Regions from separate parts of the Gossypium arboreum genome. Here region 1 is linked to region 2. A link is a contact called in public Hi-C data. All regions are on one chromosome and are shown on one strand. Each heading gives the region's core, a stretch centred on a gene start, on an enhancer-like site or on the middle of the called end of the contact. The rest is flanking DNA. Distances are from core to core; before and after follow the strand shown.

What was found. Hi-C and Micro-C count contacts between places; a contact is called where the count stands out from the background.
Region 1: a Hi-C map of leaf shows a contact between it and region 2, with 5 times the contacts expected there. The contact joins the promoter of LOC108474025 here to the promoter of LOC108473476 in region 2. A contact is called at or near these places in 2 of 5 Hi-C or Micro-C datasets (both in leaf).

What each region holds. Positions count from the first base shown.
Region 1 is chr11:118,247,447-118,251,977 of ASM2569848v2, reverse strand. LOC108474025 reads left to right here and starts at 3,182. Exons shown (of 6, transcript XM_017775898.2): 1 at 3,182-4,010. The coding sequence starts at 3,336. LOC108474130 (probable serine/threonine-protein kinase WNK9) reads right to left here. Exons shown (of 12, transcript XM_053021546.1): 8 at 1,877-2,032; 9 at 1,433-1,474; 10 at 1,156-1,326; 11 at 78-164.
Region 2 is chr11:117,840,856-117,845,359 of ASM2569848v2, reverse strand. It overlaps LOC108473476, which reads left to right and starts at 2,810. Exons shown (of 20, transcript XM_053022166.1): 1 at 2,810-3,137; 2 at 3,509-3,587; 3 at 3,675-3,872; 4 at 4,008-4,216; 5 at 4,382-4,454. The coding sequence starts at 2,923. It overlaps LOC108474152, which reads right to left and starts at 2,709. Exons shown (of 9, transcript XM_017776073.2): 1 at 2,338-2,709; 2 at 1,452-1,516. The coding sequence starts at 2,524.

The DNA of each region.
Region 1 (4,531 bases), core at 1,933-4,432, 410 kb before region 2:
ATCGATCATCAAATTTTTCGGAAGTGAAATCAGTTCAGGTAAACTAACATGAGAACAAAGAAATAATTTAATCTTACCTTCTTTACTCCACGGATCTTCTTAGCCCTGTTCTTCCTTTCCTTCATTTGCTTCCTTGATTTCTCCACCTTGGTGTCGAGTCCATTCTGAAATAGTAACACAAATAATTAGTGTCTTGCATTGTACCTTTGATGCCCTTAAAAGAAACCAATTCAAACGGAATTAATAACAATGAAAAGACAATACGTATGTGATAGGGAATCAAAAGAAAATAACTGCAAGAAAACCCAGAAGGTTAAAGTAACATTACATAGTTATGCTGACATAAAGATGAAAGCCCTGGTTCAATGCCTTGCATAACTATGTTGCTTGGACTAAGGAGTGAGTATCAAATACAAAGTATATTCAATTTTTTTATAAATTTTGAAGGACTTTGGAAGGTCATGCCTTCATATCCATATTCAAGTATGTGTCAGATATAGGTGTGAAAAGTCAAAGCAGCATAGTCACATAATACATTATAGGGTAATTCACATTCAGATCACTAAACAAACATAAACTATCATACAAGTCTCAACCCTTTAATTCCATCACGTTATATCACTGAACTCCTATTATTAATATATTAGGTTACTTATGCAAACTCAATTAAATAATTTTAATTTAAAAGCCATCTTAACATGCATAAGTAACTTATTCTCTAAACAAAACCAAGGTCGGGATTTCATGCTTTCCCACATGTTCTTTGAGCCAACATTTTCATGAGAATTAGTACAACTTAATTTATTAATAATAGAAATTCAATGATGCAATTTGATGAAATTAAAATGCTTATGACCTACACTGACGTAAATGCTACAATAAGTAACCTAAAATGCAAATCACCCCCACTCGTCTTCTTCATAACCATGCAGTACTCAAGTACAAATTATAAAAAAGGCTCTACTTCCAAGTCCATCTTGTTACTTTTAAAAGGCAACATTGCCTCCGTGCTCACTAGTATCACAACATTGCTTTTTAGAGAATACCAAAAACAAAACTATGTGGAGAAAAATACTTCAGAATGCAGTTACTAATAAAACAGACACACCACTAACAAATCCAGAGAAAATGTAAATAAAACACATCAGAAATTACCCTGATCAGTCTGTATTTGGGCTCATACTTCTTTGCGTTCTCGACAGAATCATATATCAAACCAAATCCAGTAGATTTACCACCTCCAAAATGAGTCCTGAACTTGAACACAAAGATCGAATTTGGGTCCTTCACCTCATACATTCTAGCAAGCTTCTCCTTCAACTCCGCCTAACAATACAGGATCGACAAATCAAAGATATGTTAACACAAGCAGTCCAATTTTCTGGAAGTTAAGACAATAAAACAATGTTATTGAGAATCATTAAACATTTACCTTAGAAACATTGGGCCTCCCAGGATGCAAAACATCAATGATCTACAAAACAAGTAAATAACAAGTTTCATCTTCCAAGTTAACAATTTCAAACATATATAAGCTCATCTGACCTTCAGTTTCCCAAAAGAGCAATTTTATTTTATTGCAGGCTTCATAGTAAGAAAAAAAAAGTCACTTGTTTCCAAATGACAAATCAAGGAAAGACCTAAATTAAGCATCCTACAAGCAAACTAACAAAAAACAAATACTTATTTTCTCTCATTTTCTTCTATTTTCTTTCTTTGAGCAGATCTGCAGCCGAACTAAACCTTACTGAAAGCAGGTAATGGAAAATAATGTGAAAGATTACGAAAGAAATAAGCTCCGAGCCTTAAAATTTAACGTTGCCCATTGTTTGGTTAACGAAGAAATGAGCGGGAAAAAAATGGAAATGGAGCTTACGAATTGTTTCCTGGAAAGGAGCCTGTTCGTCATGAACTTCCTTGTCCTAATAGTCACTGCCTTGTCCGCCATGGTTAAGCAAATATCTTCCTCTTTTCTTGGTTTCGACGCACTGGAAGCACCAAAAGTTACAAACAGCGGCAGCAGTTCAAGGAGAGAGAATAGCAATAGCGAAAAAACAAGTTTTTATAGGGTTTCCTATGGAATCGACTTATCACTGATTAGGGTTTATTTTAGGTTTTGAATTTGGGCTTTTTTAGTTTTTGCATCTTGGGTTTTAAATGGGGCTTCCCTTTTTTAACGTTAAGTTCTACAAATGGCTACAGTAAATACTTGAGTTTGCCCTTAAAAGGGTTAATATTGCCTCGTTGTCCTTTTACTCTTCAAAGTTGTAAAACTTTAATCCTTCTGCTTTTAATTTTAAGAATTTAGTTCTTTTTTTATCTTATTTAAAAACTAAATTGCAATCGGTATGACACTGTTAATAAACTTTTGTTAATTTTGAATATGTGGTATTTTAAAATTTAAATGTTTGACTTAAAATTAAAGTACAATTATAACATATATTCAAAATTTTTAGAAATTAATTTTAAAATCAAATAAGTAAAGGGACTAAATTCTTTTGGTTAAAAGCAAAGAGACTAATTTTAAAAATCTAAATAGTACAGGGATTGGAAGAATATTATACCCTTGTAAAATTTATTTAACTCTAAATCTAGTTAAAATTTTTCATCAATTTTTCACTATATCTTGAAATATGATTGTGATCTTAGTAATGATGTACTAATTAAAAATTTTATTACAGGGCATGTGTGCAAAAATTATGTATTTAATTGATGAAAGTAATAAAAATATATAATAAAATAAAAATGTTAATATCTTATTAAAATAAAGCTTTGATTTAGTGATAAAAATAATATATTATTAATGTAATTAGTATAGATTTAAATTCAATCGTACCTAGTTTTTTATTGATTCTTTTAAATAAAAAATTAAAATACCCTTGAATAATATAATTTATTTTAATTATAGAAGGACATTTTCTAATTTCTTTAATCGAGTTGGTGTCCAGTTGATTCGTGATACCAAAATTCAATTAAAGACTTAAATAATAGTATAGATAAATATGATTATTATTTTTAATTATAGGTTTATTTAGCAACGAAAACCCTCATTATTTTTTATGGATGCATTTTGACAAAGCTTCAATTATTAAAGAGAAGAGGGGTTGAAGACAAAATTAGACCTAAAACTTTTGAATGGGAATTTACAAATGAAGATGAGGTTCAAAATGACACTATCGGCCTTCTCTTATCATGGCCACAACTCCCTCAAATTTCACCATCACATTCACCCAAACTCATTCCCCGCAAAACCAAAACATTTCTTGATCTCACCTTCCCTCATTCTTCAAAAAAATATCTCCGCACCCAAAGCTCATAATCTCTCTCCATTCACCATGGCAACTTCTACTTCTTCTTTGCTCCAATCCAACACTTTGAACTTGAAACACTATTTCGCCCTTCATTTGCCTCTTCCTTCTCCTCCTCGCCTATCTAATTTCACTGGAACTTTGGCTTTCAACGGTCAACGTTCGGCAAAGTTCACTGTTAAATGCTTCTTCTCGTCGGAGCAGAGGAAACATTTGACGAGCTCGAGTTTGGGCTCCAACAACCAGTTGAGTTCCAGCTCAAATGACAAAAACCCATTCGAGATTATTTCTCAAACAATGTTAAAAGCTTTGAACGCGTTAAAAAAGCCCGCTATAGCCGCGGTTTTATTGGGTTTGTTGCTAATGTATGATCCTAATAACGTAGCATTGGCTGCATCAGGTGGGAGGATGGGAGGAAGGTCTTTTTCTTCGAGTTCTTCATCTTCGAGGAGTTATTCGGTGCCTAGAAATGGAGGGTCGAGGTTTTCTTCGTATTCGGCTCCTTATTATGCGCCTGCTCCATTCGGAGGTGGTGGGTTTTACATGGGGCCTGCAGTTGGGGTAGGTGTTGGTGCCGGCTCGAGTTTTTTCTTGATTTTGGTTGGGTTTGCTGCCTTTGTTTTGGTCTCCGGGTTCCTTTCGGATCGGTCTGAGAGTAGTGTGCTCACTACTAGCGAAAGGACTAGTGTTATTAAGCTTCAGGTAAGCTTTTGGATTTTCTTTTATTGCTTTTTAGTTATTCTTTTGCTTTAAGTATGTTTGCATAGGTGATAAAGTCCTTGAATGATGTTTAACATTAATGAATCAACTGCTTTATTTAATCATAAAAAAGCATGCTGATCTCCTTGTAATGATGGTGAAGCTGGTTTTTAGATAACAAGAAATACTATGTTTTAAGGATTTGTTCCTTTGTTTTTTGCATCATTGATGCATATCAATAAATTAATATCCAATTTCAGAGTGAGAATGCTACCGATCAGATGTGTTGAAGTAAGATATGAAGTAGTGGTGTTCAGATGTATGGATAAATACACGGTTAATCAACATGTTGACATTCAACTGAATAGATTGAATGTGAAATAAATGTGATATACAGAGAAGTTGTAACATCCGGCATGCTAGACAAAAGACACAAAAGAATGGACCAATCCAAATTAGGAGAAATCAAAGTGAGACTTGAGAATGACCCTGACAAGATCGGGTGTCTATGGAGGAGGGTTGCT
Region 2 (4,504 bases), core at 1,561-4,060:
ATAAGGACTTAGGATAGAATTAAAGTACTCTCTCCCATTATCAGTTCTAAGGGTGTGAATATTTGAATTGAACTGGGTTCGAATCACTGAATGAAAATTTTTGAAGACTCTAGAGACTTCGGATTTTTCTTTAAAGAGATAGATCCAACAAACTCTAGTGTGGTCATCAATGAAAGTTATGAACCACCTAGCCCCTGTGATGTTTTTTACTCGACTGGCTCCCCATAGATCACTGTGGATTAAAGAGAAAGGTTGAGATTGAACATAAGGTTTCAAAGGATAAGGGACACGAGTGTGTTTAGACAGTTGGCAAACTTCACAGTTCAATGAACTTATTTTCTTATTTAGAAATAGTAGAGGAAACAATTTCTTCAAGTACATGAAATTTGGGTGTCCTAGTCTACGGTGCCATAGCATGATAGAATCTTCTTTTGATGTAGATAAGGCCATCCCTTCTTGTGAACTGTTTTTGTTCCAAACATATAAGCCATCATCAACTTTAGCAGTGCCAATCATCTTCCCGATTCTTGTTCTGAACCACACAACCTAAAGCGAAAATTCAACAAGTACTTTTTCATCCTTGGTAAGCTTGCTAATTGAGAGTAAATTATAGGAAAGATTTGGAACATGTAAAACTTTATCAAGGGAAAAATTTTCAGTAAGTCTAACTGTCCCCATTCCAGCCACCAGCAAGATCCATCAGCTATGCGAATCCGAGAGTGATCATGACAAGGTAAATAGGTGTGAAACAAACTTAGATTACCTGTCATGTGGTCGGATGCACCTGAGTCTAGTATCCAGGAAGTTGTGATAGGTTCGTGTGTAGTATTTAAAGCAGTACCGTGAATAGCTAGTGACCCACTGGCTGTAGGAGTCCCGAGTAGTTTATGAAGAGCCTCAAGTTGAGTTTTGGTTAGCCGAAGTTTATGAAGAGTCTCGTAGGAATTTTCGGTGTCACCCATGGGAGTAGGGTTTCTAACAGAGAAAACAGAACAAGAAAAGTGAAGAAAGAGCAGGGTCTACTGAATTCCTGATGCTCTTGATACCATGTACAAATTTAGGAAGAAGAATTATTCTTATTTCTTCTAATCTGACTACAGCCTTTTAAAGAATAGCAGGAAAAATAAAAAGGAAATAATCTCTAGAAATTAGCCTATCCCTAAAAATTAGTAATTTGATTATGGCTAATAGTACAAGGAAATTCCTAGAACTAAGGTAGAAAATCTGCTTAATCTAAGGAATTCCAACAAGTACCACCTTAAAGAACTATTAGCATTCTCAAAAGAGAAACTGTAAGAACAATGAGAGTAGTCAACCCAGTGGGACTGATACAAATTAAATAAGTAAAAGAAATAGAATATTCTTTCACATAAATGGAAATCTCCATACAAAAAATAAAATCTTAAAATCAATCAAAAATGGAAAAAAAGAAAAAAGAAAAAGGATTGTACCTTTGCAAAATCGAGACATTGGCAATCCATAGCAGCAATAGCTACCTGCTCATATAGAGTCCATTCTGTATCAAAATAAGCAGTTGTTAGTAATTATAAATGTTCACAAACGTGCCTGATAAATTAATAGAAGCAACAATTTGGTCATAAGCAGACATCTAATCTTAAACAGACAACAATTTGGTCTAAACACACCAATTAAAATCACATTCTGACAGATCAAAGGGTAACTGTTCGCAAGTGCCTACTGTTCTAGACTACAAAGTGAAATCCAATACCAAAATAAGTCTCGAATGATGTGATAGAACACGAGAAAATGTATAAAACTAAGATAACGTCTCATATCTAACTTAGGATATATAGCAAATGAAATGTCTAGAACTATAAAGTGCCACAAACTGTGCTTCATCAGGCACTCCTAACTTTTTCTGATTACTTCTCAAAATCTCAGTTGAAAAATCAAAATATTGAAAACTCAACCTGCGTTCCTAACCAACTAATTCTTATTCTAATACATACAAATTCAAATCAAGCTTGACACATTGAAACCTACACAAAGCTAGTAATACCACCTCAAAGTTCTCATCACACCCAATTTAAATAAAATCTTCGATTTTTTTAAAACAAAAGTACAAAACCATAAAGCTTCAAACTTCGATTTCAAGTAAATGAATAACAGGGTAGCAATCAGTAAAGCTTCAATTTGTGAAATTCAAGCAAAACTCTTTAGCAAATAAACAAAGAACACAAAGCTCTAATACCAAATCAAATCTAATTACAAACAAAACCGATAAAAGAACTCAAAATTCAAATCAAACACTTTGAAATCATCCAATTCAAGCAAAACCAATTTCAGAAATCAATCAAAGCTAGAAAAAAAAATAACCTTCAGGGCCAAGAGCAGATCGTTTTTTGGGGTCGTTTAAGATCGATAAGCCATACTTCAAGACTTTCTCTGAACGCCTAACTTTGAGCTTCCTGACAAGGCAAAGATACTCCCAAGCACCTCCTCCTCCATTGTCTACCTGGTTTTCAAGCGTGTTCAATTGGGTCTCCTCTGGTTTACTCACCATCTCTCTCTCTCTCTCTCTCAATGCAGGCGTTTTTCTTTTTCTTTTGCTCTGTTTTTGGTTTCTCTCTCTACTCTGGCTTGTGGCCTTTGTTTTGGATCTCTACAATGGGTCAACTCGTTTTTGCTTTTTGGAGCACTTTGTTTTTGTTGTCTTTGGTTACACTTCCAACTCCCTCATCATTGCCATCGTTGAAAGCCAATGGGCTTCATCACTGTTGCTTTTTTTCCTTTATTCTTTTTTCAATTTTCATCAAATCTATTTCTTGGTGTAATACCCAAACCATACAAATGGCCTTAAAAGGCCCAAAATGAAGCCAGAAGGAAAAACCCCATCAAAGCAACAAAACGCATCGTATTACAGGATAGCATTACCAGTAAACCCTGGGAAAGCAGAAGAAAATGTGGCGTTGTGGTGTCTCAATTCTAAAACCCAACTGTTACTTCCACTGCAAACGGAACTACTTGTCACTTTCAAAATCAAACTTGACAAAACACCCAATCACGAAATACTCAAATTATTCAAGTTTAACAATGACGACCATCACCGAATCCGATGTGGGAATCCTATGTTTCATCTCAAACCTTCCTGGTTTTCGTGGCATCCTCAAACAAAGGTGAAGGGTCACTCCTTTTTTTTGTTTTCATTTCTTTTAAACTTATCCTTTATGACCAAGTTTTGTGCTTTTTTTTTTTTGCAAATACCCTTATGTTTAATTTGTTTATTTCCACATGCATGCTTGGCTATATGTTTGTTCGATTAAGATGGTGGAATGAGAGGTTTAGTCTTAGCTTCACTCAAGCCTGCGTTTTGGCAGTTGTGTCTTTGTGCGTATAATGAGATTCTTTGTATTTAAAAGGAATGGAGAAAATTTGGAATGAGGAAAATTGGAAGTTTTGAGAGTGATTTTCTTTATTATGAATTGGTTATAATTGCAATTGGCGATGGAAAATTTTGTTATTTGATTGCTTTGAATTTTTTGTGTAGATATTCTGATTTCATTGTGAATGAAGTAGACATTGAGGGAAATGTTGTTCATTTGACCTCTTTAGATGCCCCTCCAGAGGTAATCTAACTCATACCATTTTTATCATAATTATGTTTTTGTACATTTAATATATTTTAATCTTTTTCTTTTCGAACATGTTCTCAGGCTTTTCAGGAAGTTGAAACAAAAATATCTGATCAACTTAACAAAAATTATGCATCTGAAATTGAAAAATTCAGATCACTTGCCTGCGAAATTGATGTCGATCGGTTAGAAGCTTTCATTAACCAAATTACTTCAGGCAGTGAAGAAGATATCTCTCCCATTGTTCTGTCTCCAGATTCTGATAAATCTCATCGAACGGTAAGCTTTAGGTTCTTTTTCAATTTGTTTATCCTTAATCATTTTGTACCTTTAGCGTGTAGGGTGTTAGTCTATTACGAAGAGGGAATCAAACTAACTATAAGAACCTTTTCATTTTGTTTTCGACATTTTCAGGCAATGCATAATTTCTTTAAGGAAAATCTTAGATTTCTAGTCACCGACACTGTTGATGGACCTGATTCTTCCTCAAAATGCATCCGGGTGAGGTTAAATTCTGGGAATAAGAACAAGGGAAGAAATTTGAATAAAAGGAAGAGAGGTGATAGGCCCTATGATAGTAGAGGTTCAAGCCACTGGCCAGCACATCTTGGCAATTTTCTTAGGTAGCATGTTGCACTCCTACAATAATTTGATGCCTCTTAAAATAATAGGAGAAAAAACCCATGTCTAGCTTTCACCTTTCCTTATTCAATTGCTTATCAATGCCATGAAGTGTCTATTGCACTTGAACTACATTAGAAGCTGCTATCATTTATGTTAATATTCAGGTTCCATCTTTTCAAGGAGAATAAAGATACACAGGAAGCCTTAGGATTAATAGGAAAGATGCTTGGCATTCAGGTATGATAAATGATTTATATAAATCCTGTGGTTACCTATTCAACGGGAAC